Regions from separate parts of the Zea mays genome. Here all the other regions are linked to region 3. The links are chromatin contacts, called in public Hi-C maps. All regions are on one chromosome and are shown on one strand. The core of a region is the stretch at or near the end of the contact, and the rest is flanking DNA. Distances in the headings are between cores, read along the strand shown.

Region 1 (7,614 bases), core at 4,807-7,306, 500 kb after region 3:
ATCGACCCCATAGTGACGTTATGGGTGCTATCGACCCCATAGTGTGCAACTGTTGTGGCCGCTACCGCGCCTGTTGTTGCATGCACCACCTCCAAAAATGGATATGCTTGCTCCCTCACACTAGTTCCTTCGCCTCACACCAGCCAAGATGACCAAGCATCGTTGTCAAGGGCAAACAACAATGAACCGTATGATACCAGTGCCAACGTGTGTTCTATCTTGAGATCGCTGACTAGCCCGACACCATGCACCACCACACCTACATCCAGCAGTACGACTCTTGCCCTCCTGGATAATGGCTCGACCAACAACTTCATCAATGTCGAGGTCATGAGTCGCATCAGACTAGTAACGACCGACAACACCAACATGCAAGTCATGGTGGCCAATGGTGAACGCGCTGCCTGTGAGGGCGTGGCACACAATATGGCCATCTGCATCGATAAAGAGTTAACCGCCAGCTACTTTTACATCGACTTAGGTGGGTTCGACCTTGTCCTAGGCATCGACTATCACTAAACCTTGGGACCCATCCTATGGGACTTTGAGGCCCTCTACATGGCATTTTGAGGGGTTGATCCCTCCATCCTCTATAATGGTGTGGGCTCCCCTCGCGATGACACATTACCGGTGCTCCGCTCCATTGCCAATGACCACCAATAGCCGTGGCTGGACTGCCTACTCTAGCAGTACGACGTGATCTTCGACGAGCACTGCAGGATGCCACCGATGTGGCCCTACGATCATTGGACCCACCTGCTGCTCAGGACCACATAGTGATCATCCATACATGCCAACACCTGCAAAAGGATGAGCTTGAGCGGCACTGCACTGCCATGCTAGAGCAGGGCATCATCCGGCCAAGCACTTCTCCATTCTCGACACCGGTGGTGCTAGTCAAGAAGGCAGAGGGCTCCTGGAGGTTCTGCATTGATTACCGCATGTTAAACGACAAGACATCCCATGACAAGTTCCCCATCCTTGTGGTCAATGAATTCCTCGATGACCTCCATGGTGCTAAGTACCTCACCAAGCTAGACTTGCAATTCGGCTATCACCAAGTGCGGATGCATCTTGAGGACATCGAGAAGACGGTGTTTCATACCCACCACACCCATTGAGTTCCTCGTCATGCCCTTCGACCTCTTCAATGCATCGGTCATGTTCTAGACGCTCATGAATGACGTCCTTCTACCCTTCTGTAGATTCATGCTCGTCCTTGACGCCCTCCGCGCACATGACCTCCACATGAAGTGGTCAAAGTGCTACTTTGGGGCATCGTCGATCGTCTACCTCGGACATGTTATCTGCGCCTACGACATCACCATGGACAACGATAAGGTGAAAGCCATCGCTCGCCCTAGGGCGTGCGTGGCTTCCTAGGGCTGGTCGACTATGAAAGTCCATCCAAGACTTTAGCACGATCGTGCACCCATGATACAGTTGTTGTGCAAGGGTGCAGCGATCGTGCTAGGATGCCTCTGCCTAGACGTCTAAAGTTGTAGAAGCGTTCGCGGCACTCAAGAGCGCTCTCTCCACAGGATAGGTCTTGCAAATGCCAAACTTCAACTGACAATTTGTCGTCGACTGTGATGCTTCGAGTTTCAATGTCGTTCTCGACTAGGCAACGATCCCCCTAGCCTTCTTTAGCTAGCCCTTCGTCACACGTCACCACAAGCTGGTGATATACAAGAGTGAACTCATCGACCAGGTTCAAGTTGTGCAGCATTGGCAGTCGTACCTCTAGGGTCGCTGCTTCATCGTTGGCATCAACCACTATATCCTCAAGTTCCTTTTGGACCAACGATTGTCGATTGTTCCCCAGCGCCTGTGGATCGACAAGTTTGGCTTCGATTCCCGGATCAAGTACCGCCCTAGTTGCCTCAACTCGGAGGCGGACACGCTCTCGCTCTGTGACAACACCACCAGGGATTCTATGGAGTTGCCCCTCTAACGACTGCACACGAATGTCTAAATCCCCTACGACCAGGCACTCATCCAAAACTATGTTCGTACGTGCGTCACATGCCCAATGCAACAAGACGTCGACCTTGCAGTCGACCAGTTTCCTTCAGCCGCTCGACATGTCGTCTTAGGTGTGGGTCGACATCTCCATAAACTTCATCAAGGGCCTCCCTAAGGTCCATGAAAAATCCATTATTCTTACCATCGTCGACCGCTTCTCCAAGTATATGCATTTCATCGCCCTCAGCCACCCGTATACGGCAGCCTCGGTCGCCAACGCCTTCTTCGAGGGCATTGTTCGTCTACATGGCTTCCCCCACCTCCATCGATAATGATTGCAGCCCAATCTTCAGTAGTCACATGTGGTGTGGTCTCTTCAAGATGGCTAGCGTCATGCTCTGCTTAAGCAAGGTGTTCCACCCTCAGACAGATGGCCAATCAGAAGAATTCAATAAGGTGATTGCCATGTACCTATATTGCGACGAGGAATTGATTGGCTTCCTTGGATGGAGTATTGCTATAATACTTCGTTCCACATGACGCTTTGCACCACACCTTGCTACGTGGTGTACGGTTAACCCCCGCCGCCTATTTTTCCGCATGTCGCAAGGGCAACTCAAACAAATACAATGGTTGTGCAACTGTGACGTCTTCCTCGTGAAGGTTCACGAGCGTCTTCTCTAGACCTAGGAGTATGCTAAGCGCTACTACAACATCCGCCATCGTGAACTTGACTTCGTGGTGGGTGATTGGTTGTGGATCCATCTCCAAAGGCTGACGCACTCGCTAGAGTCCTAGCCCAAGCGTAAGCATGGGCCACGCTATGCCAGCCCCTTGCAAGTGTTAAAGCACGTTAGGAAGGTGCCATATCACCTTTAGCTTCCAGCAGACACTCGTCTCCACGAAGTGTTCCACGTGGGGCTGCTCAGGCCGTTCCGTGGGACCCCTCTTGACAACTCTGTTACCCATGCCACCCATACAGGATGGTCGACTACTGCCCGAGATAGAATGTGTGTTGCTCCAAACATGTCCTTGTTCAGTGGCATGGCCTGCCTAGCGCACGACACCACTTGGTAGCCACTTGAACAGTTCAAGGGCCTCTACCTCGACATCAAGCTTGAGGACGAGATGTTCGAAGAGGTGGGGGAGATGTTATGATTATAGTCACCTATACATGTCAGGATCGCCACATGGACAATTAGGAATGAAATACTAAAGGATTTCCGTCCTTAGATATTTTACATTGTTTTCATAAAATAGGATCATGATTCATTCATGATTAGGAGGTTTTCATAAAAAAGGATAGCTTGCTTAGAAGTCAAATAAACCTCTATATAAGGAGAGATGTATCGATTTAATCAAGCAAAACAATTATCTTGTTTGGCCTCAAGGACCATCTTCCACGTCTATTTCTCGCTCGCCTACACTCTGTGCGCGACCACGACTCATGTGCGCCATCAGGGGTACGCGCCCTGGCCATCGATCTCCTATCATAGTTATTAAAGCGGTAAGGCGACATAAGGCGATCGACCCCTTTTTACCTTTTAGGCAGTCAAGCGTAAGGCGAGGTGACACCTTAATTATATAGATAAATGTAAAAATTAGACCAAATATTAGTTACATATCACTAAATAGAAGGTAATAAGCACGCTAGCACAACTGCAAGGCCTCCTAGTAGGCCCATTATAGCCTAGTAGAAGAGAAAAATAGGAAAAAGAAAAAGGGAAAAGAAAGAAGCCCATTACCAATTACCCCAGCCTAGCCCAACACCAAAATTTTAGGGTTAACCACACCATTCCAGTTCCATAGTCGCCAGTTCTCCTTCGTCGTAGCGTTGCCTCCCTACAGCTTCTCCCTCACCACAGCCACCCTACGTCATCACGCGACCCACACCAATGCCGCTGCTCTTCCTCGCGTGTCACCGCCGCCTCTTCCCCTAACCTTACTCTTGCGACAAGGTGACATGACGTCTTCCTTCTCACGGTCGCCTTACCGCTTAAGCGTTGCTTCACTTTAGTGGCGCTTAAGCGGCGCCTTAATAACTATGCCACGATAGGATTCCACATCCTATCAGATGCATGTGTGGATTAATTTCCATGCAGTAACAAACTACAAATGGGACACATGTATTGGTATTGGCACTTAGTGGCACCACCCGCAAAAATCCCTAATTGATATGAAAAATCATTGGGTGACTTTGCTACTTAGTCATGAAGAAAAGGAAAATGATAGGTTATACAGTAAAAATGACGGTGAGAAAGGGAAAGTTGGCATACCGATGAAAACATTAGGAACAGTAGACTGTCCAGTCAGCCTCTCTAATACCTTCTGTATTTGTGGTCCTTGAGCACCTGAAAGGGATTAGCCGTCAGTTGCATAAGAGCATCAACATGAAAATTGATATATAATAATCACTGCATTACTATTTGTTTCTCATTTTCAGTAGGAAATAACTACCAAAAAATCACAACCCTTCAGATCATGCGACTTAGTAAAAACACAAGCATAGCAAAGGTACATTTAGATAAGCTGGCATGGCCAACTTCACTAGCACACTCAAAACAGATAGGAATAAAAAAGTATGCAGAAAACCCTTGTGCCTATGAGCATGCCAAATGCATTAAACTATCTCCAGCAGCTTACCCATTCACATCCCCGTATTCAAACTCCACTCTGCGAACAGTACAGTCTACAGTACAAAACAGTATTTTAGGTAACCATATAGGTAAACTGCTGAACACGGTCTTATGTCTGGTACGAGTAAAACAAGTATATGCAATAGTTCAAGGTACGGTTCAACTGGTAGTGCTTTTGCATATTATTGGATTTGTAGCTGATGGTGACAAAGAAGAAAATCAAATGCAACTATGAACATGTGGGTTATTATAACTGGTTGGCAAAGTGGAGAATGAGAGGAAAGGAGCCTGAAACAAAAACTGTGTATGAGATTCATACACGTTCCATGAAGCACAGTGCACAACTACCGCATATTCATTTCAAACAGGGCAAAAACTGGTGATGGCCATAGCACACTTGACCAACTGAACATGACTAGCGGTGTCAATACATGGTTGTTGATAGTGTCCATGGTAGGAAAAGGAAAGTCACAAGCCACAAGATATCGATGCTCAATTCTGATGGAGCAATGTTATGCTTTTACAGGTTCAGGCTAGGCAAATTTTAACCTTATACCTGATATAGTGATTTGGCAATAGTGTCAGTTCTTGATGGTGTTGGGTGTGCAAGAGCACAGGATCAAACATTTATAACAGCCTCAACCAGTTAACCCAAATTGTCCAGGCGTGCAGCTAAAGAAACCCTAGAGTTTGAACAGCAGAAAACATCTCCATCTCGAAGTTCAAAACAATTCAGTAACATTGCCACCTGATTGCCCACGGACATGGGGTATAGTCCGGTTGCACAATCAATGGTCATGATACATGATTTCATATATGATAGCCCTTTAAATGAATATGAATCAAACAGAGCTACTCAGTTCAGTTCCTTGCCCTGGAAGGAAGGACATGAATGAAGCTGGAAAGAGGACGAACCGAGATGGTCAAGCTCGATAACATGGGGCTGCACACCGATCCGCTTGAAGAGCGCCTTCACCTCCATGCAATATCTACCGACGTTGAGCATGCCATGGAATCAGTCAATTAGATGAGGTGATGGCGAATCAAAGCTAATGAATCAATGCTAGTTGCCTAGTTTTAGCTCAGTTGGGGCTATTAATCTTACGAGCACCATGACTTGGAGTAGATGACAACGGGGTTGTCGGCCACCGTCTTCTTGACGGACTCCTCCATCCGCGAACCGAATGAAGAGTCCGGTGATGGAGAGGATGAGGAAGCCCTGGCGGCGACGGCCCTGGCATGACGTGCGGCGAAGCACAGGCGGGGGCGGGAACGAGGTAGCAAACAGGGGAGAGAAAGGGGAAGGCCAAGAGTGGCCGTGGGGAGGCGGCAGAGAGTCATGCCGGACTGCTGCTGCTGCTGCTGCGGCGGCGGCGGCGGCGGCGGCATCTGAGCCCAGCGGTGTCGGAATCTCTCTGGAGTCCTCTCGTCTCTCCGGCCACAACACGATGGGATTCGTCTCTGGATGGATTTCCTTCGTGGGCTGGGCTTAGAAGTCCAACAGCATCCATCCAGCTCTAGACCTCTAGCCAGCCCATGGCACTGTTTTGGGTCAGACACATGCACTATAAACCTGACCCCAAAAAAACTGACTCGAGTTTGCATAAAGTAAGAGCATCTCTATAACTTCTAAAAATCAGTTTTAAGGAGCATCTCGAAAAATATTGAGAATAGAATTTAACCATTTCTCCAACAGTTCCTTTAAAAATGGATCAAAAATATTTTAAATTAAGCCAAGTCAGCCTTGACTCATGTTGATAGGTTTCATGGGTGTGTTTTCTTCTTTCGCAGCTTTGACGTCTCCCCATCGACCAAATATGGGCTGCCATCAAAGGTCGCTGGTGGTACGTGGTCCAGCGAGGGAGGAGTAATGGCGGGCATGAGCGATAGCAAAGGCTAAACCGGCGACAGGGATCCAATAGCGAATCGCGTGACGGTAGATGCTGAATAGCGAGGGCACGCTGCCGCGCGCGAACGGTGAGGTTGTGTGAACGACAAGGATGCAGCGAGCAGTGGCAGGCGACGAGGTTGCGCGCGCAACGGCAAACTACGAGGTTGCGCGGCCACAGGGGCGGATAGACATCAAACAAACACGCGAAAGCGGTAAAAAGGAAAATCAACTCAATTCTGCGCGCGGTTGTGTTTCTGGGGAGCCCAAACTCTCTTTTTCTAGCTACAAATGAGAGAGTTTTAAGTGCTATGAAAAAGTTAGGACACTTTAGGGGACTGTTGGAGTCAAGTTTTTTTTGTTTTTTCTTAGAAAAACTTAATTTAGGGAGAGACTTTTGGGGAGCATCTCCAAAAGCTCCCTTAAATTTCCCCTAACTTAACATTATAGGGGAGAAGAAAAAATTTAGGGCCCCTTTGGCACGGCTCCGACTCTGGCTTCTTGGTTTCTCTAGAGGAGCCAGATCCGTTTTTGAATTCATTTGGCAAAGCAATTTCTCACGGTAAGACGGTGGCAGGGGCTATAATTTCGTTAAACATTATTGTGTGCAGGACAGAAGAAGCCGGTAGAAGCCTTTCTGGTGCTTCGGCTCCTAATAGCAAAACGGCTCTGGCTCCTTGATGGCTCTCGACGAGAAGCCATTTTTAAGATTGTTTGGCACGGCTTCACTAAAAGCCAGAGGAGAAGTCGTCCCGAGAGCCCTGTTAAACGGGCATAAAGCCTCCAATAGGTCTCATAAACCTTCTTTAATTTTTTCATAGCCCTTAAACTTTCCCAATCTATAGCTACAAATAGGGGATGTTTTGGTTAAAAAAATTCCCGCTCGCCCATCCCATGTATCTAGCCGGCCCATTTTTCTTCCCACCGAGATTTGCCCACCAACTATAGGTGTACATTTGGGTCGGGCCTGATGGGCCGGCCCGAAGCACAGAAAAAAGCACGGCCCAGGCACGGCACAGACTGAAATATTTTAGTGTCGGGCTGGCACGGCCCGATATATCGGGCCGGGTTTGGGCCGAGGTCGCGGCCCATGGGCGGGCACGAGCACGACCCGTTTAAGGCAGG
Region 2 (7,091 bases), core at 1,702-4,201, 310 kb after region 3:
GGGGTTTCTGGTCACTTTGCCGAGTGTTACACTCGGCAAAGAGGCTCTTTGCCGAGTGCTAGACAAAGAAGGCACACCTGGGAACCGGTAAAGCTTATTTGCCGAGTGTTATGGTCCAGGCACTCGAGAAAGAAGCTCTTTTGCCGAGTGCCTATCATCGCACTTGGCAAATGAACTGACAAAGGGGCCCACTGGAGCCTTCTTTGCCGAGAGCTCGTCCATCAGGCACTCAACAATGAAGCCCGCTTTGTCGAGTGCCTACCGGAGCTCTTGATAGGGATTGACAAAAAGGGCCTATTGAAGCCTTTTTTGTCGAGTGCCAGGATAGCATACGCTTGGCAAAGGAGGCCTCTTTGTCGAGTGTCCGACAGGACACTCGGCAAAGACTCCATCATCGTCACTTGGCATTGTGATGACGACTTTTCATTGTCGGGTACCAGTTGACACTCGGCAAAGACTTTGTCGAGTGCCCAATAAAAAGTACTCGACAAAGAAGTTGTTGCCGAGTAACACTCGACAAAGAGTTTGCTGAGTGTTTTCTAGGCTTTACCGAGGTCCTCAAAAACTCGGTTGAGTGTTTTCTAGGCTTTACCGAGGTCCTCAAAAACTCGGTAAAGCAACTGTGTACGATAGTGATGCTATATCCATATTCATATAGATTCGTTTTAGCTCTAGATTTTTATATCCATATGCATCCGTTCTAAAATAGTAGTCGTTTTAGCTATAGATTTTTATATTCATATTCATATAGATGATAACCTAGACATATATATATATATAACACATGCATTAATTATTGTATGAATTCAGTGAAAAAGTAAAACGAGATTTAATTTGAGTCGGATGGAGTATAATATATTTATATACTACCATTTATATAAACGTGTTATAAGTTATAGTGGAAACATATAGACTGTCGATACATAAAAATCAATTTCCACCCCTATTATAAATTTGGAATAGAGATATATCTAAACTTTACAAACTTTAGAAAGCGTAAATAACCTACTATGCTGAGTAAATTTATTCAGGATCCAAAGGGCCCCTTAGAATTTTCGGAATTTCGAACGGAAAGAGTACTACTTCTTAGAATTTTCCGGATTTGAAACGAAAAGGGTACTACGTAGCACGTATAATATACAAATCTAGCTAGCCGCCCATATACCACAAGTATATTACAAACCTAAAGACTGTATGAGTATATTTTAGGACAAGAGTATATATTTTATTACAAAACCTGAAGCAGGTCCAAATTAAATGAAAACAATAAATAATCAGGAAAAACGAAATTGATATATCTATATATGGTAGTACTGTACAAGAGGTAGCTAGCCGCTCATGCAGATAGCAAACCCAAAAGACTATATAGCTATCAAAGTATATATGTTTAAGACACCACTACTATAGTATATATATTTTACAAATATGAAACATTATCCAAATATAAAACCCACGAGTAACCACCATCTGGTACGTCTTGAGACTTGATGTGTAAGTAACTCACGAACCAGTGGGCCCGCGCATCGACTCGCTTCGCCACGTACACTGGCAGCTCTCGATGCAGCTAGCAACGAAGTAGCTGGTGCAGGGCGCACGGCGTCATCGATCAACGAGAGTTGAAGAGGGACGACGAATCGACGACCTGCTGGCGCTGGGCGCCGGCGGAGTCGATCATCATGGTGGGGGACGACCAGGCGGCCGTGTGGTCCCAGATGCCGGCGGCTTCGTCGAACACCTCGGGAGGCACCTCCTGGAAGCCCTGCAGGCCGAAGTCCTCAGCCTTGGGCAGCCGCGTCATGAAGTCCTCGAAGTCATCTGCCTCCTGATGCAGAGGAGCCGCCGCCAGCTCGCGCAACATCTGCTGATGGCGCTGCATCGCCATCGTGGTGGTGGTGGTGTCGTCGACGTGGCAGCCCTGGACGGCAGCCATCATCACGCCGCACGAAGACGGCGGCGGCGGCGGCATTTGGAACGTCGTCTGGTGGTGGGTGTACGTGGGCGAGGTTGCCGCGGCCGCCATGGTCACCGGCGACGAGCTGGAGTTGGAGTTGGAGTCGGAGTTGGACGACGACGCGTCGGCGGAGCAGCAGGATGAGTGCACCATCATCATAGGCGCCGCCATGGAGGGCTGCTGCTGCTGCAGGTACTGGTGGTGGCGGCTGTGCCCGCCAGCAGCAGCAGCAGCAGGGCCAGCCACGGTGTCAGGGGACGGAGACGCCACGATTGCCGGTCCTCCTCCTGCAGCCGCCGAGGGAGGAGGTAGCTGCAGGTTGAGGCGCGCACAGTCTCCGTAGAGCGCCCTGGCGGCGGCGTCGTAGGCGCGCGCGGCCTCGAGCGCGCTGCCGAATGTGCCGAGCCAGAGACGTGCGCCGCGGTTGGGCTCGCGGATCTCGGCCACCCACTTGCCCCAGGTGCGCTGGCGGACGCCCCGGAAAGGGCACTGCTGGTTGTCCGGCCCGCCCTTGCCCTTCATGCACCCCTTGCGCGACCGGCGCAGCGGGCAGCACTTGCGGCCGCCGGGCTTGCTGCCGCCGCCGTTCTGGTGCTGCTGCTGCTGGTGCGTACGTTGCTGCTGGTGGACCTGTGAGTGATGGACGAACTGCTGCTGTTGCTGTCGATGCACCACCGGCACCTCCACGGCGACAGGCGGCGCCAACCGATCCATCTGGAGTAGCTTCGTCCACAGATCGATATGGCGACCGGCGATGGATGCTAACAATGCAATCCTTGCCTGGTGTGTGCCTGCCGTGTGAAGCTCCGTGGCCTGCTATATATAGACAGTTGGCATGGCATGCAGATGCAGCACTGCAGGCCAGGCAGCACTTTTCAGTATCCGCACTGAACTACTGAAGGCAGGCGGGGCGGGCAGAGAAGCCGGCGCATGGCACTGCATGGCGCCTCCGTGTAGGGTGGCGGCACCAGGCGGGGTCTCGGAGTGGGGCCACGCGGGTAGCGCGGCGCGCCAAGTAAGGGAGGCGGGTGACACGAAGAGGTGGGGGCCGACGGGGCGGGACACATGGACGTTCTGGTGGGCTCCACGAGTCGCAGACCAAGGGACACGTGGCGGCCGAGGCGATCCGGCCAGGTGAGGTCACGCTGATGCAGATGCAGCCCGCCCAGGCCATGAACGAAGACGTGTAGTCGTAGACGCAGGTGCAGCCACATCCTCCATCTATACTTCTCTATAGTAGACTGCCTCCGCCTGCTCCTGCTTACGTCGATGCGCGAGCCACAGCCATGGCTTGGCAGCTGGACGCTGGGATTTGGATATGGATCTGTATCTGTATCTGGATGGATGCATGGTCTGCGAGCGGCGAGCCTGCCTGCATCATCCCGCTGACTCTGGTCTCCGCACGCACGCACGCAACTACTGACTGACGGCTTTGCCCTCGGCTTCTCCCTCTTTATTGTTTTTTTATATTATATAATATGTACACTAGTTTATTTTTTGCGGGTGTAGACATGCATTGCACGTGATCTGCCCACGCATATGTGCAAAGGCCATGGACATCGCCTAGCCTCTCGTCTCTATCCAGTATCCCATTTGGCTTCCGATCCGTATGGCCTGCCATGCGTACGTGTGTCTTCGTCCCCTGCCTCTGCTCTGTTGCGATCAAAAATAGGTGTTGGCGTGTTGCGTTGTTCTTTTGTCAAGCGCGCATCTAGAGGCGTTCGTCGGGTGCGTCGATATCCATGATCGTCCGATTCCATGCATGCGTGCGCGCGGTAGCCTGCCCCTAACCGCGCTCAAATCTGCTCTAGCAGTAGCCTGTTGCCAGTTTGACACGATACCAGCTGGATCGAATGCGTGTCGCCACTCTCAACGCACACCTGTTACCATATACTCTTGCCCGTACCGTACCTATGAATCGGCACGTGTATACAGCGTGACTAGCTGGTCCGAGCTGACGCAAATAACAATAAGTCTGTTGGGTTTGTTTAGTCTAAAACTAAAGTTTAGCCCCTATATACAAAAGAAATCAAATAAATTTTGGCTGCCAGAAGTCGTAGACAATAGACGCTCTCTCTGCTTATTTTCGTGGCCCTTTCCCCGCGGAAGATAAGGTATTTTTTCTGTGGCTCCAGTTAGGCCGCAAAAAATGAGATGTTTTGCAGGATTTTAGAGTCACCGAAAACACCTTTAATTTCGCATGACTTGTCACCGACCGCCGAAAATAGTCAAATTAATTTGGTTGCTTTAGTTGGGCCACTGAAATTTAGTTTGGACGCCGAAATCTTCCAATTTTCCTTTAATATTATCCAGTTTGGATCCAGTACTAAAAATATTCAGAACTCATTAAACGACTTATAAAAAAACCAAAATACTCTTTACTATTGTCCCACCATTATCCTTTTTGTGCGGCGACAAAAATAAATAACGGATCGAATTAACATGGTTTAGTTCTTTTTAGTCACCTCTTCCCTTGAGGTTGAGGGACTAGAGAATAAAGCAGATCCTTAATTAGAAGTCATTCCTTGTCTCATGCAATCGTAAGAGAATAACGGACGCCACACAATTGATGGGTCACTTATGGAATAATCAATTGTGTGGTTATTCAACAAGAATATCCATTCAATAGGATTAACCATATATATGTGCTTTGGCTAGTTTGGATGCACTGGAACTATCTGCTATTATTTTGCTTTCCTTCACTACTTTGTAAGTGTGTAATGTAATTCCAGGGATGTACTTATGTGTAAATAATTATTTAACATATATAGTACTATGATAATGAAAGTATCAATTAAATAGTATGATAAAAATACACTCTATATTTTAAAAGTCATAATCATAACTAGTTGTTATAAAATTTAGAGGGCATATAGGTCATTGTGCACTCAGGTCAGACAAATCCCCTTTAGGAAAAACAGAGTCACCAAACAACCACCTTCTCCTTGAACTAACTTTTCATAAATAAGCTACACCAAATGGATCATAGTGATGTGATCTAGCGCAACATAGCCTCTAGCTGGATCGCGATGCATATGCCATTACTGCTATACATGTCTACGACATCATGTGACTCAGATCTCGGTTACAAATGGTGGTCAATGCAAAGAGACTTCACATATATGAAGAGGCTTCTAGAAGCAACTTCCATCGTTTTTAATATTGTTGATCGTAGATGTGGATATACATATTACTATAGTAGGTGGGCTATGTACATCCTATGGAGGAGTCATGTTTGATGCATGGATTATAGAATTTCCACTTTAGAGCTTGTTCGTTTCGCCGTTAATCCATGTGGATTGGGTGGTATTGAGTCGGTTTAAATCCATAGCAAGTTAAAATTTATCTCAATCCATCCCAATACACACCAATCCATATGTAATTGAAATAACCGAACAAAGCCTTAACGTGTTATGGGACACACCCTCTATTTTGACTGCATGTGTGTTTCTTTATGAAATTTAGTCAAGGCAGAAGGTTTTCTATGTAAGACAACGAAAGTTCTCTTAATCCAATGTCCTGAAAGGGTATACATCATATACCAAGATCCTAGAAGGTGTTAATTCAAGTCCTATGTATTCATTTTTTTTGAATCCATCAAACTTTGTGACCCTCGCTCAACGGGATGCATGCAATGTTTTCTCCCATTTTAAAGCATAGATATATTTGCACGGATGTAATCAGATCGAATACGGATAGATATCACTAAAACCATATTTATTTTTATATTTTTATTCGAATTCGAATATAGATAGCTTTGGATACGAATATGAATGTTCTCAGATACAAATACGGATAGCTGGGTGTCGAATACAGAACTAGTCGGACACGGATATTGTCGGTAACGAATTTTTTGTTAGATATCGTGTAAGACAACATTCCACACATATCATGGTTGTAAACATGTACCCACTTCTTGAATCCAAACTTTTTTTAGCATTATATGTGTACATATGTCGCGTTTTTTTTAAAAATTCATAAATTTTTGGGCTATGTGTGTATTATTAATTTATTTTGCATAAAATCGTCAAAATGCAAATAAGTTACCAATACTAAAAGCATTCTATAAGAATATAACCTTAAGCCTCCACATGAAAAATGATATAGTGAAGTATTAATTATGTTGAAACTTAGATACTTAGAGTGATTTCACGTGTAATTCAAGCAACAAGTGAAATGAAAGAAACACTAGCATGTTGTGGATTTTATTGTCCAAATATTTTGAAGGATTATATGTGGACATATGTTATGCCTCCATAAAATTTCATGAATTTCTAAGGTTATTTGTGTATTATTAATTTCTTTCTACAAAAAATAAACAAAATGCACATAGCTACCTGGATAAGATATCCGGATATCCGAGAAGATTTATCCGAGAAAATATCGGATATTTGATATCTGACGGATATCAGACATATTGTATTCGAATTCGATATCCGAACAGAATATCCGTATGTGTATCCGTTATCTGGAAAAAAGTCAGGATATCCGAAAATTCCATCCGAACCAGTGTTCCCCATCTTCGAATCCGGATCCAGACGGATATTTTCCGAACCATATTACATCCCTAATATTTGCTAGTAATAATATACATGATGTGACATGTATATAAGTGTTTTTGTCACTACCCTTGGTAATGACTCCACCATATATGTGTTCTATATATTGTTCGTTCCTAGTATTCAATTATCTTATTGACATCTTTGATCAAAAGAAAAGTAAAGATTTATCTAAGTACTCTAAAGAGCAAAATTACAATTTTGAGATATTAGGTTGATGTTATGATTTGTGCTTTATGGTGGTACAACTATATATATGGTAAGGCCAATGTCAAGTGTATAATAACCCCAACATATGATTTTCCTTTATACGTTAGTTATAACTAATTTATGTTAAAGTATAGTTCCCTTACACATGAGGTGTAGTAACTTAGGTATCATTTCAGTGAAAATAGTGCAATAAAAATCATGGTGTTAGAGCCTTCATAACACATGTTTTTGTTTGTTAGCACAAGGTTGTCTAATCAAAGCTATAAATCTTAAAGTTCGTTGTGTAGTTTGAAAATCAAGTGCTAGAAATTGTAAGTATATATATAGGTCCCAAGGTAAGTTGTAACTTTTGGTGGTTCATAACAACCATG
Region 3 (7,398 bases), core at 2,814-5,313:
ACTCCAAAATTTACAAATCGTCCTTGTAGCTGTTCCACCAAAAAGGGAACAATTTACCACTTATTTATCCGAGAGAGAGGGCGGTTTAAGTCAGAGAGCATTTACATGAGGTATGGAAGCTTTACTATTGTTCTCACCCTTCAATCCAAAGATATAGAAAGGTTAGATTGGTGAGGTTATATTATAACGACATAAATTAGAGGTAGCAGCATTTTTTTACTGCTGCTACCTTTGTCTAACTGTATTTCTAACCATGAATTTTTTTACCACTGCTGATTTGTCTAATGCCTAGGATGCTATTGTGGCAGGTCCTAAAATAACACGAACTAAATCCTGGTGTCGTTGACTGACTGCAGGCGGTGCTTGCAAGCGCGTTCGCCAAGAACGATAGCAAGAAGGTCGTTGCCGCGACATCTTGTGTGTTGCAGCTAAACTTACAATATAGGACAACAGTGTGTATCAGATCCTTATCAACCCTTTTCCTCCAACAGCAACCAGGTGCCATGCCATGCTAATGGTCATGTTCGCCTTGCAGCTGAGCATTGTCTTGGGCATGGGTCTCACTGTCGTGCTAGGACTTGCTATGAGGTTTGGGGCTGGCATTTTCACAAGCGACGTGCCCATGATCCAAGTCATTCACAGAGGCATCCCAGTAAGGACGTGGCCTGGCCTGGCCATCGAAACAACGCCGCTCCATATGCAAGCATTTTGCAAGATTCAGACACTGAATTAGACAACTTTTATCTTGGTTCAGTTTGTCGCCGGCACGCAGACCATTAATTCCCTGGCCTTCGTGTTTGATGGCATCAACTTTGGAGCGTCAGACTACATATACTCTGCTTACTCCATGGTAAACTATTTTCACATCTCCCATTCTGATAAAAAAAAGAACTGCAAACTTGCTCAAATTCTCAACGAAAATCTCAACATCAACTTTCTTTTGTTTATTCAAAAGGATTTATATTTATGTTCGCCAGTTTAGCCATAGGTTCCAAACACTTGCTCAGATAAGACTACAGAAACAATCGAAGCAGTTAGCAGAGTGGAACACTGCTGGCTTCTCATCTGAACTTACAGCTACTAAACACAAAGAGGTACGTCATCTTTTCTATATTAAACCTCCTTGGTCTGAGTTCTATACAATATATTATTACTGCTACCTTCTCTACAGCTGTAGATGACCCCTAAGGATTCTAAACTGGTGATGCTAAAAAACTGGTGATACACTACAACCAACAAGGTATGTATGCATTATGTATTTTAAAAAATCAATTACACTTCTCTTCCAGCATGAACTTACTGCTATTTCCTTTCTTCTACACCTTGGTGTGTGTTTTTATGCAGTTATTTAATAACACTATTACACTACTTTCCTTTTCAACAGATTGATTCGCAACAAGTGTTTGGCTGCATATAAGAAGCTTTCATCTAATGAGGTCTCCCGGTGGGTTGTTGAAAGGATGGTCAGTCTTCATGACCAATATGAAGAAGACTGGATCATCAGATGTTTTTTGATCTTGGCTTGTAATTCTTTGTTGTTCCCAACAACCAGTTTGTTCATTTCTAGCAAGGACTATATTGTAACTGAAAGTTTAGAGGAAGTAAAGAATTATGACTGGTGTCAGAGACTCTGTGATGATATTGTTGCAAAGTCTGAGAAGTTCATGTTGGAGAGAGCAAGGCATGTTGCAACACCCCACATCCAAGGATGTATTCTTTTTTATGGTAATAACCCTTCAATTATTTTTTCACAGAGGTTTAGTAATTCAGCTTTTATGTTTTAGTTTTTTAGATGCACATGATTCAGTAATTACATTGTGTGTAGATGTATATCACTATAAATATCCAGTAATAACAACCAGTTACAAACTTTTAAGATTCAATAATTTCTTATTTGTTTTAGATTTATTATTAGGACAATGTTGAATGCCCAGTCACTCGACTGGTTGGCACACCCCGCTGGAAGTTTTTTACTTCCAAAATCATGAAGAGTATATGTGATCTTGACAAGACCCCTGGACCTGGTCGTCAGGTGAAGTACGACAATTTGGAGGTACATTTTTAGTAACATTTTTGTAAAATGCAATAATACTTGAGTAATATCAGCATTCACTCTTGGCAAACACAATCTTAGTAACAATTTTGCTGCGGAGGAAGTTGGCAACGCGGCTATGGTCGCTGAGAAGAAGGTCGTCGTGGCTGTGTAGCTTGTCGTCGTTGCTGCGCACAAGGCAGGCTGCGTCGTGGATGCTGTCTGTTTGTATTACTTTTGGTTGGTTGTATTAAGTGTTGTACTGTGTGTTTGGTAATGCAGTTACTTTTGTATTCAGTGAACTGTTTGGTAATGCAGTTCCTTTTGTATTTATTGAACTGTGTGGTACTGCGTACACACTGTAGTTCCTTTGTATTAAGTGTAGTAGTGATGAGGTAATGCATTGCACTTGTACTACCGAGCTAAATCTATGTACTTGTGCCTGTTGTGGCTAAAATGCATATGTTTAAGAAAAAACTGTTTTTTGTGAATGAGGTACTAGCAATCTGTGTACATTGTGGCTCTAAATGGCTAAGTCCGTGTACTTGTGTTTATATGAAATCTGAAATAACTGTTGAGGCTATTTTCTCAGTACTACTGAGGCTATTTATAGTTTCTCGGAAACTATTCTTCAGTATCTCGGGAACTTTTGTTCAGTTTCAACTGAACTATTTTTAAGTTTCTTAGGAACTAGAGACTATTTTCTCGTGAACTATTGTATAGTTTCTCACGACCTATTCTTCAGTTTCTTAGGAACTATTGTTCAATCTCTCATGAACTATTTTTCTGTTTCTCAGGAAATATTGTTGAGTTTGTCTTGAACTATTGTATAGTTTCTTAGAAATAAATATTGTTCAGTTTCATAGAAATCTGAAATAACTGCAGATTCAAGTGACTATTTTCATAGAAATACGAAATAACTGCAGATTTAAGTGACTATTTTACCGAAATCTGAAATAACTGCAGTTCATAGATTACAAGGGAAATAGAGGAGTATTTTCACTAGAAAGCAGTGCTTGAGATCACTGAATGAATTCTAGACTATTTTCACTAGAGAACAGTAGTTCATTTCACAAATTATAGTTTCAAACAAGTTCACATACCGGTACACACTGCACTTCACATATTACAATTTAAGTGGCCAGATTACACTTTCTTCTTCGGGGTGATTTTTAACTAAACATCTAACAATGCATGGAGACGATGTTGCTCCTGCTGAAATAGTACTACCAGCTTCTGTCGTAGCAATCTGTGATGAGACACCCACAGCCCTCCATTCACCACTTCTTCAGTCCTTGTATTAGGAACCACTTCATCAGTATGCTCTTGTATTAGAAACCACTTCATCAGTATGTTACTGTCATATAGCTCGAAGCTCTTTAGGAACCACTTTATCAGTAGTTGCCCGTGAACTATCTCGTGTACATGCAACCTATAGAGCATAATGGAATTAAATAGTTGTGACCTCACCACATAAGAATCTAACTAGGTATATGCTCGTGTGTTGTTATGATAAAATACATTAATATACAAAAAATTTTTGTTTTATAATATTAACTCCGTAGCAACGGACGAGCATATACATATAACACACATGTACATAAGTTATCGTGTTATTATACGATTTGGTTGTAACGCACGAGAACTTACCTAGCCTGATAAGAAGAGAGAGGAGCAACCAAGCTAGGCAGGTAGCCATAAAGCGACGACCACGACGAAATCAATCGTCGCGAGAAGTACCGTGCAGTCCAGAAGACTGAGGAGCGACCAAGAAAGGCAAGAAGGAAATGAACAGGAAAGCTCCAAGTCAAAGCTTTCATGGGCTTTGGTAAGCTCCAGACGCCACGACATCAGCATTGACCCAATATTGTCTCATTTTATGGGCTTTGCTTTAGATATTCATTCTCTTACAGAAAAGGCCCATCACTTAGTGGGCTTCGAAGAGAATCCATCCCAATAGTCTGCCCGGTCCATTCTATCTTCGTCGATATCGCCGTCTGCCCGTCTCTACTGGGAAGGGAAGGGAGCACCTGCCTGCTCCTGCGCGGCGGCGGTTGGTAAGCCCCACCTCCGGTCCCAGCCTGGCCAGACTTCTGCCCTTCTCCTCCGCCTCTCTAATGGTGATTCGCAGTTACTCTTCTTTCCACTGTGGGTTGCTGATTTCCAGAGCGGCGTGGAGGAGGCACTACCCGTTCTTCTGGGCTGTCAGGCCTTCCGTACCGCCGCCGCCGTCGCCACTCCCACTCCCACAGCCGCGCACGCGCTTCTCCTCCTCCTCCTCACTGCGCTCCACCAAGAGATCCGCCGCAAAGACGTCAATGGACTCGTCTTCAGTCGGTGAACCCTTCTACGTCGTCCGCAAGGGGGACGTCATCGGCATCTACAAAACCCTCAGCGAATGCCAAGCTCAAGTCAGCAATTCGGTATGTGCCTTCGAGTTCCGTGACTTTCCTTCCTTTGCTTTCTTGCTGTGGCTGACCATGCCCCTACTGCTACTGCTGCTAGGTTCGCGACCCTTCTGTCACCGTCTTCAAAGGCTACTCGCTGCGTAAAGACACCGAGGAATACCTCGCCGCGCGCGGGTTAAGGAACGCTCTCTACGCCATTGATGCAACAGATGCACGAGATGAATTGTTCGACGATCTAGTTCCCTGCCCTTTCCAGGTAACACGAACAATGCTCTCTGCTCGTAAGTTCCAGCTGCTTCAGGTAATTTAGAGTTCGATAAGGTTGCTGGTGATTTCTGGACATGAAATTCAGTTTTATACTACCTGACTTTTGCCGTAACATTAACATCTCATGGTGTGCTCATTGTGCAACTTATGGTTTCAGCAACCTGATGGAGCTGCATCGTCTACTCTGAAAAGATCACAGGAGATTGTGAGTAGCGTTTTCTTTGTCACTGTGGTTCATTTCCATTCAAAAGTGACCTTTATATATCTCATTAACTCGCACTAAAAATCATTTTCTCAAGGAAATCGGACCATCAAAGAAGCATCCCAAAGTTGATGAGCAGGTACCATTACCTGATAGTCATGTGAGTATAAATAATGCAATGCCCACTCTCTGTATTGTTATTTGGCTTGTTCCTGTAGTTATGGTTTGGTTTGTTACTAGCATGTATATTTTTAATTTATCTGTGCTGTGATGATACATGAAGCTGCGCTCATCAGCAGTTTTGACCTTTTTTGCAGCTCTCTTGTATTCTTGAATTTGATGGTGCCTCTAAAGGAAATCCAGGGAAAGCCGGTGCTGGAGCAATAATAAGGCAGGTAGATGGTTCCGTGGTATGTAGCCAACTGGTAACTAAACTGATGTGTTCTATTTATACCGAGTTATCATACCTAGCTGGTTACCGTGTTATGATCTTTACTGAAGATTGCTCAACTACGTGAGGGTCTGGGCATTGCAACCAACAATGCTGCTGAATATCGTGCATTGATCCTAGGGCTAACATATGCAGCCAAGAAAGGGTTCAAGTATATTCGTGCTCAAGGCGACTCTAAGCTTGTTTGTAACCAGGTCAGTTGTGATAGCTTTGTTATTTTGTAGCTTATATGTTCTTTGTTGCACTGTGAAATATAAATAGAGATTTAGCACTGTGCAATTCAATCTGACTCTTTAAATTCCACTAAGGTATAATACCTCGAATGTGATTTGGCCATACAATTTTCTTCATTCTTGTATCACGGAAGGTTGTTGCTTCATTCAACATGCCAAAGTATGTTCTTTCGTTCAAAGAGCCCTTGTCCAAATCAGTTCACATTGAAATAAAGACTTTATCTCAATCTCTGCAATCTGCATACAAAATCTGATAAAATGTGCTTTTTTCATAAAAATGTTGTGAAACCTAGTTTGTAGAGCTAGTGATTGCAAGTCATCCGATCGCGATTAGTCGGGCTGGTTGCCTGTTTATACTCGGCGGACGACTCATTAGCTTGTCTAGTCGTCCTGATCGTCTGACTATTTGCCGATTAGGGTGATTAGTCATCCGACTTGTAATTCCTGGTTGCCAACATCTAGTGTTTTTGCTGATATTACTTGGGCCAATGTGGATGAAGTTGTTGGTGCAGCAGAGGGTCTAAGGGGCCGTAACTTGCCTCGTGCTGCTTCTACACGTGTTGCTGCAGTTTCTAGCCATATTATTTCTTATTCTCGGTCTAGAAAGCGTCAAAGGGACACAACCCAACAGTGTGAAGGTTATGCAATGATGAAATGGATGAGGACAATGATCATGAATCTGGATCTGCTGAAGTTGCTGATGCAGGCTTCCATTTGGATGATGATTTGGTTTAGATTATTGTAGGATTCAAGCAGGCTGTTTGCTGCATTTTTGTTCCTGCTAAGTGCTCATATCTTTTGTGCTATTTATATATATACCTATATAAGTATAACCACTAGTCTAAAAGGTCTAGGACGACCAGGGACCGACTAGGGGTCGACTAGTTGCCCTGGTCGTTGCCTAATCGCGATTAGTCGCCTGGTCAGTCCTAGGGATCGACCAGGTGACCAGGCGACTTGCAATCATTGTGTAGAGCTCTCGGTTGAGATTCTCGACCAGCAGGAAATTGTAGTAATTTTTTTTCTTGTCAGAAGTAACAGATTGTGCTTTCTGGAGCAGGTCCAAGATATCTGGCGTGTTAAGAATGATAATATGGCTAGCTTCTGCAAGAAAGTGAAGGAGCTAAAGGGAACATTTCATTTATTTCAAATCAGACATGTTTTGAGGGTAGGTCACACTTCTTTCCTCTGTCTTCTTACCTTGTTCTGTTTTCTCTTAGACCGGCCAGCTTTGCAATTTGCTATGTTCATGTGCTGTGTCATGTTATATTCTTCAGTTATTCTACTTTTATTTATTGCTGGTACTACTGGCACAACTATAGCTGGGCATGCAAAGTTTTATGTTGACATCACATATAATCAATTGTCAAAAGATACCATGTGGCAGAAACTGCCCCTAAAAAAAGGTGGCATACGCATAACCTGGAATTACTTGTAGGAGTGTTCTTAGACTCCTGTCTTTTTAATATAACGAGACACAACTCTCCTGCTTATTCGGAAGAAATCCATTTGGGCGCTGAATGGGTGTTGTATAACAACTATTTCGTGCGCATTACCATGGCACTATTTTTCTTGCAGCTGAAGTAGTGAAAAACAGAAGATCACTGCATGGCCAGTTCATGATTGTTTCAGGTTGTTTGGGAGTCAAGTGTTAGAGTATATGGATTAGGCCCATGAGGCTAAGCTCATGTGGCCCATGTATAAACTCTATATAGCCACCCTCTAGGGTTGGCCCTGTTAATCCAATGGTCATTCTCCTAACATGGTATCAGATTAGGGTTTCGCTCCTCCCTCACCCCTCAGCC
Region 4 (7,338 bases), core at 4,106-6,605, 390 kb after region 3:
TTTAACAAATAAGTGACATTGTGAATATTACACTTGAAATATTGTTTTTAACAGAATAAAACACGTTTATACTTGTTTTTATTGTTGCAACACACGAACGTTTATTTAGGATGTGTTCGGTTTTTAAGGACTAATTTTTAGTCCATCCATTTTATTTCATTTTAGTTCCTAAATTGTCGAATACAGAAACTAAAATAGAGTGACCGTCTTTAAAACCACTTTAGAATCAGGACATGTGTATAATTTAAACGTTTTGAATGTGATGTCTAGTTTCAGAATTCAAGAAGAAAATTATACTATGATGATAATTTAGGAAAATCCCTTTTGAGAAATTGATAATTCAGGAAGATAGAACTTTCTCTTCCATTCTGGGCTTCATTGCCAAGACTGTGCAGACGGGAAACTCAAGTCGAGCCCAGAATTTTAACGGACCAGACTATCGAAACTCCAAATGGATTTGCACCTTATGATGCACTAGATTAGAGAGTTGAGTCCTTCTAGCTATGATGTAACCCTAGATGAACATCTTTTGTGGAGTGAGAAAATAATGGTTTAAGTTCAAAATATGATCCAAGATTCACCCTTGTTTTGGCATGAGTCATAAAATATGAGATAAACTGGAAATTTAAGAATCTTACTGCTTACTCATTTCATCTTATTTCGCAAGTATAAACCATGAGTATAACAACAGGAATTCCTAAATTTTAGATGGATGGACGTCAATGTCTAACGAGCAAGTTCCTCCTCCGCCACCACAGCCTCACACGATGCAGCAGCTGATGGTTCATAGTGGTGGAATCTAAATTTCCACTACTTACTGGAGTATGCCTCGATGAGGTCAAGACTAGATTTATCGCCTAACAATTTCGTAGATCCACTAAGGTATGATGGGATCATTTCCTCGCCATACAGCCTGCAGACTATGTAGTGATCTGAGAGGAATTTAAGGCAGTTTTTAGTGGACACCACATCCCAAGCATCATGTCATGATCCATGGAGTTCGTTCTCAATTTCTATCTCACAGCTAGCAAAACAGAGGGCAATTTTCAAAGTACTTTAGCAATAATTGACATGGAAAAAGAGATAAAGAGGCACTGAAAATGACCTAGATGCCCACCTTATTTGACCTTAACTTTCAAACATTTTTCTCTATTAGTCTCTGACTTTTCGTTTTTATTTATTTTTACGACCGACCTTTGTTTGTAGACGTCTAGTTTTAGCCTTCTTGGGAAATTATACTGGAGCCGCTAAGATAAACCCTGGTTTGGGAACGTCATCGAACATATCACATACTCTACTCGGATGGGCGTCTAGCAGGGTTAAAAATACTGACTGGAAATCATCGGTTTTCGGTGAAATATACTATTATTGGTAAAAGGCGAATTCGAAAACTGCTCAAAATTTGACCTTACTAGACGAAAACCATTTTTTTAATTTGAAATTACAAACCGCTCGAAATTTGGCAAATTTTGAGCGATTTTTTCATTTTCGTAGATCACCGGGAAATGTGTGTCAAAACGTGATGTTTCTTATTACAAATAACTTTTCTGTACGGTGATGTTAGCCATGTTTTTTTCTCAAAAAGTAGTTACACGGATGTAACTTTTTTATGTGTCTTATGGAAATTTGGTGCCAAAGACAAACATCATTACTGGTGACTATATACAACTTTGGGTGATAACACTTGTCATTTAGAAAAGGTTTAGTCAAACCTTGAAAACCACAAACACCAGTAACTACTGTGTTATTTAGTTTAGAAATTCATAAGTTATATGTATGTACTCAATATGCTCACAAAACATCTTACATTTGAAGAATTATAAGATATATTCTAAAAATGTAGTGGTAAAAATATGCATAAAATCCATGTATATAGTCAAATGTGTCAAGTATTTTCAACTAGAAGTAATACTTGTTATCGAAGCAATTACTATCTGAAAGTATGTGTAAGAAACCTTTTTAGGAAAAAAGAAATTGGTACCAAAATTGCCACAAAATTGGTTTGATGAAATGGGGTAACCAACTAATGGCACACTTAACTTTCACATCTAGGAGTGATCAAGTCACAATACCTAATATGAGATGGAAGTCCAATCACAACGATTTCTGATACATTGAATTATGAGGTATTTGGTTCCACAAAACAAAGGTTAGTCTTTGTCACATTGAATGTTTTTTATTTTGGCTATTAAATACAGTTTAATTGTAAAACTAATTATACAGATGAAGACTAAAAGATAAGACAAATTTATTAAATTTAATTAAGACTATATTTAATACTCATAATTGATACTGAAATATTTAATGTGATATGAACTAAATTTTAGTCAGAGAACCAAACACCCCCTCAGTTGTGCGTAGATGTGTCAATGGCGAATTCCCCCATCGGATTTGGACACCTCATTGACATCCTCATGAAGCTAAACTCATCTTCATCCCCATACTCATACTCATCATGGATATAAGATTCATCCCAAACCCATCTCCGACAAGAAAAACATTATCACATTATATTTTATATGGCATTAATAGCCACACAACACCCAACAACAATATATCACCAATAAATATGACATGTACCAAGAAAAAACATTGTTTAACCATACAAAACAACAAAACACAAAGTGACACATGTACCAGTGGGTGGGATGCCCGGTGGCGTAGGTTGGGTGGATGTGTGCTTAAAAGGGTTGGAAGAGGTTGGATTAATTGTTGCGCTTATTGCCTATTAGGCTGCACACCTAATATTACTGGGTGAACAATACCCATGGATAATCAGGTTTAGATGATTGCTTCCCAAATCTATACCCGCTTATCCAATGGGTGATAATTTTGTCTCGTATTTATACCCATGGGTATATTTTTGCCCCATAACCTAACCTTAATAGAAAAATTCTCCATGTGATAGCGGATCGGGTCTCTATTGACATATCTAGTTGTGAGTAAATGTCTACCATGTTACCTTACCACTTATTAATTTAGGCGGTCAAATCTGACTTACAATAAGGGGGTTGAAAGCATCTAGGCCCCTGGTTGGTTTTAGTGATTAATGACAACGTAAGATTATATGTGACTAACGTGTGTTTTGTAAAGCAAATGGTAAGTTAGGTCACATTACAGAAATTTGCGCTGCAAGGGTGAAAACAATCCCTCAAATGAGAACTTGAAGCGACGGATGAAAAAAGCGAATCAAAAGATGAAGGACTTCATATTCTAAGTGTCGAAGGAGTTGTGGACACTTGGTATAGAGTTAGGACTTCTATTTTTATTTTAGCCATACTATAAAGAGGGGTTGTGGATGAGTAGTTTGACCAAGAGAAATCTAATATAGTGTTGGTGCATGTTCACACTCACAACTAGTGTTAGGTGTCACTCTATGACTCACTCACTAGAACGAGAACGGTTTAGAAAAATCTAAGGAAAAGATTTTGGATTTGCTGACCTAGGGGCACCGGACTATCCGGTGCTCCTCCTGACAGTGGGTCCAAAAGTGCTCGGGAGCAGCCCTCTGCCCCCTAAGAAACCCGAGAGCACGTTGTTCGCTGGCTCAAATTTTAGCCAGTCACCGGACTGTCCGATGCACACTGTTCACTATCCGGTGCACTATCAGAGCAACGGCTAGCTATCAGAACTAGCCGTTGGATGCGCACCGGTGGCGTACCGGGTGTTCGGTGCACCCATGCGCAGTAGCATATAGTAACGACTAGTTTTGGTTGGTGGGTGTATTATACCCCTCCATCAGCCATAATAAGTGTCTTGATACCCCAATACACTTGTATTCATTGCTAGAGCATTGCAAGTGCACAAAGCATATTGAGTTGATTAGCAAGATCATAACCCATGTTAGGACCTCATTAGTGCGCATGAGAGCCACCTAGAGCACACACCACATGCATCAGGCTTCTCTTAGTCAAGTGAAAGTCTATGGATTGTTACTCTTGGTGATCGGCATCACCTAAATGGCTCGGTGATTATCCCGAAGGATTTGTTCGTGACCCGGCTCGGAGATCATACGCGGTCATGAGGGATCCACCGCGCCGGAGAGGTAAATGATCATCTTATAGTGAGCACTTGCTTCTTGCGAGGACCAAGGGGGAGCGATACCCTTGCGCGGGTGCTCCAACGACGACTAGGCAAGAGTGCCGACTCTTCGATACCTCGAGAAAAATTGGAGGAGTCTTCTTGTCCCTACTTTACTTTCCACATTTATTTTGAGCATTTTACTTTGTGTATTTGCTTAGTTAGTATTTGTAATAATGACTTAGGGTTGTTATCTGTCTTGTAGCTTTTACTGATTGCTATTATTTTGGTGAAGTTGGGCTCATGCTTAGGACTTATTGAGTTATTGTTTGTTGGAATTTTAGAAAAGTCCGATTCACCTTTCTATTGGGCATCGTGATCCTTTCAGGGGTGTTTGTTCGAGATTATAATCTGTCTGGATTATATAATTTAACAATTTTTAAACTAAGTATTAATTCAAAAATTGTTGAATTATATAATCGGAACACATTGTAGTCTCAAACAAATATTCCCTACGTCGATATACACTACTACACTAGCTAGGCTATCTCCTTGTCTTTATCTCTATTTAGTTTTGATTCCCTACTGATCAATTAACCATGTATGTAAATGGTCCGTCCCCCTACGTAACAATGTTTCCTTCGAAGGAAAATTCAACAATTTATTTATTATTATTGTTATGTATTTAGGCCTTGTTTGGTTTCAATTAGTCATAGGACAAAACTTTAGTCCTATCATTAAACTTTAGTCCCTACTTGTTTGATTTTAGAGACTAAACAGATTCTAAAGTCATTAAATACACTGTCCAAAGACTTAAATGGCCTTGGAATACACTCACAACATTAGATGTTTATATAAACATGCTCTCACAAGTCACAACCGAATACTACAGAGAAAATGTAAGGGCAACAGGATAATTGTGGACTTTTAGACTATTTTAGCACCTATATGAAAGACTAAAGACTAAATCATTTTAGTCCATATTTTAGTTCTAGTGTTTGACAAAAAAGAGACTAAATGAGACTAAAAACTAGAGACTAATCTTTAGTCCATCTAACCAAACACCCCTTTATATGAGGAAGAAATATATATTAGGTTTATAATTAGAAGAATAATAGTTGTACAGTCAAATTTTGTATACAATGCTCTTATAAGTAAACTATCAAAAAAATATATAATATATTTTTTGTTATTTACTCTTTAGTACAAGAAATAAATAATAAATATATATATTTAATATTTTTTATGATTTTTGGTATGTCAAGCGCACATGAAGCTTTTATATTTTTTTCAGATATATCTATTGCCGGCCACTTTCTGCCCGCTTGGAGTCCCCGTCTTCGTCGTCTTGTAGTAGCACTGAGTGCGGGAGTACTGGCCGGCCGGCGGCGAGGCTCCTCCACTTTCTCTGCACCCATACATACGTATATGCTTGTTCTCCGCCGTCTCCGCCTCCGCCTCCCACTGCCACGCCCTCTTCTCGTCTCCTCCTTCTCCTCCACCTCCCCCTCCTCCTCACCCTCGACCTCTAGCTCCTCCTCCTGTTGGTCGTCGACAGGCGAAAGTAGAAGGGCCATGGCGTCATCTCCTTCTCCCGATTCGGCCGCGGTCGTTGCCGAGGGCTCCGCGGCTCGCCGCTTCTGGATCGCTGCCTCCACGCGCGAGGCCGCCTTCGCCGCATACACGCCCTTCCTCCTCTCCCTCGCCGCCGGCAATCTGCGGCTCAACGTGTTTCGCCACTACATCGCGCAGGACGCGCACTTCCTTCACGCCTTCGCTCGCGCGTAAGTCCAATTCCCTCCTTCCTGATTCCGCCCTGTTTGTTTTGATTCACCTAACCACCCCCATGACTGGACTGGATCTGATCTGATTCTTCCTTTCCTTCCGTGGCGCAATCAATCAGGTACGAAATGGCCGAGGACTGCGCTGATGATGACGACGACATGGCCACCATAGCCGCCCTCAGGAAGGCCATCCTCCAAGAGCTCAACCTCCACTCCTCCGTTCTGAAGGTCCTTTCCTCCCCACCTATATGTTTCCCCTAGAATCCCCAGTGAATGGATTAGGCGAAGCTTCACCGCTGAGCTTAGCATCCTAATATAACATGATGGTTTAGGAAACTACTCAAACTAAGGATGCGATTGGTTGCAATGACAGGACGGGATGAGATGAGACGATCCTTGAATAAGATTGTTTGGTTCAGGATTAAGGGTTGAGACATGACTATCTCAGTGTTATCCCCAGTTATCTCTCAAAATTGGAGGGACGATAGAGGACGCTAGGGACGTCCCTATTCTGGCTGTCGTGCAACCAAACACATCCTAATATGTTCTATTTTCAATAAAGATAAATCAACTGCCCCACATCACCCATATTCCTCTTGCAGCTGTGACACTAACACATATCTTGATTGTGTATCTTAACTATTCCTGATTATGCTCTGCATATGCAACCTTGCTGCTTGCTACTATCTTAGATTAATTAAGCCAGACCTGAGCAGTCCACTATGCAGTGTTCTTAAAGAGGTAAGGCGAGGTGAGGAGCTGGACCACCGCCTTAACGCCTAGGCGGGCAAGGTGCCTAGAATTCTATGAGCGCCTGGACGCTTAGGCGTCGCCTAGGCAACGCCTTAAAAACACTGCCACTATGCTAACTGTGCACCTATTTTACGGTATTGCACTTTGAAATCCAGCATCTATACTCAAAATGCTTAAAAGCCAACATAGTTTTTTTAGAAAAAAATGTAATTAAGTTTAGTGTGTATGTATAAGATAGCCTTATCAGTTCAATATTGTCTGTCATGTCTGGTGGTATGACTTATGATTAAATGATTTTCTTACTTAGGACTTGTTCATTTCCTTGACCATTTGATTTGTTGGAGTGAGAAGTTGATGTATTCCTCCTCAAATGAATTATTATCACATATTGTTTTCCTTTTTTAGTCTTCACTTCTTTCCAGTACCTTTGCCTTTCATCCTCTGATTCCTTGTAGGCCTAACATATTTACCACCTAATATATATCGATTAGCATTTAACACTGTTGAAATCAAAATCTTGCTAACTGTTGCATGTTGTTATTGCTAAGGGTATTTCAGTTTTCAGTTATTTCACTGCATAATAGGTTTTTTTATGTCCCTGGAGTCCTTAAACCATACTGGCAAACATACTTGTTTGTCGCAACAGTTAATTGAGGTTGTTGTGTGCTTACCTGAAATCAGGTCATGCTTTTCAATTCTTTTGGGAATCGAACTATGTACTGTTCCTAGATGTGTGCTGCTCTAACCTATATGGGTACAATAGATTTAGAGATTTATCATT

What was found. A called contact is a pair of places that touch in the nucleus more often than the background predicts.
Region 1: a Hi-C map of ear shows a contact between it and region 3, with 2.8 times the contacts expected there. The contact joins the promoter of LOC100273447 here to the promoter of LOC100274104 in region 3. A contact is called at or near these places in 6 of 25 Hi-C or Micro-C datasets (bundle sheath, ear, endosperm and 2 more).
Region 2: a Hi-C map of bundle sheath shows a contact between it and region 3, with 3 times the contacts expected there. The contact joins the promoter of LOC103653247 here to the promoter of LOC100274104 in region 3. A contact is called at or near these places in 4 of 25 Hi-C or Micro-C datasets (bundle sheath, leaf and tassel).
Region 4: a Hi-C map of leaf shows a contact between it and region 3, with 7 times the contacts expected there. The contact joins the promoter of LOC103653246 here to the promoter of LOC100274104 in region 3. A contact is called at or near these places in 4 of 25 Hi-C or Micro-C datasets (ear, endosperm, leaf and 1 more) and 1 of 3 datasets of contacts at active chromatin or transcription factors (leaf).

What each region holds. Positions count from the first base shown.
Region 1 is chr4:50,883,040-50,890,653 of Zm-B73-REFERENCE-NAM-5.0, reverse strand. LOC100273447 (grx_S12-glutaredoxin subgroup I) reads right to left here and starts at 6,056. Exons shown (of 5, transcript NM_001147884.1): 1 at 5,707-6,056; 2 at 5,517-5,590; 3 at 4,242-4,316. The coding sequence starts at 5,990.
Region 2 is chr4:51,078,741-51,085,831 of Zm-B73-REFERENCE-NAM-5.0, reverse strand. LOC103653247 (dehydration-responsive element-binding protein 2C) reads right to left here and starts at 2,951. Exons shown (of 1, transcript XM_008680197.4): 1 at 1,272-2,951. The coding sequence starts at 2,665. The coding sequence ends at 1,607.
Region 3 is chr4:51,384,831-51,392,228 of Zm-B73-REFERENCE-NAM-5.0, reverse strand. It overlaps LOC100274104 (putative rnase H family protein), which reads left to right and starts at 4,063. Exons shown (of 9, transcript NM_001360534.1): 1 at 4,063-4,455; 2 at 4,538-4,696; 3 at 4,865-4,912; 4 at 5,007-5,069; 5 at 5,227-5,319; 6 at 5,411-5,554; 7 at 6,654-6,761. The coding sequence starts at 4,150.
Region 4 is chr4:50,998,767-51,006,104 of Zm-B73-REFERENCE-NAM-5.0, reverse strand. LOC103653246 (thiaminase1) reads left to right here and starts at 5,355. Exons shown (of 6, transcript NM_001381951.1): 1 at 5,355-5,804; 2 at 5,924-6,032. The coding sequence starts at 5,449.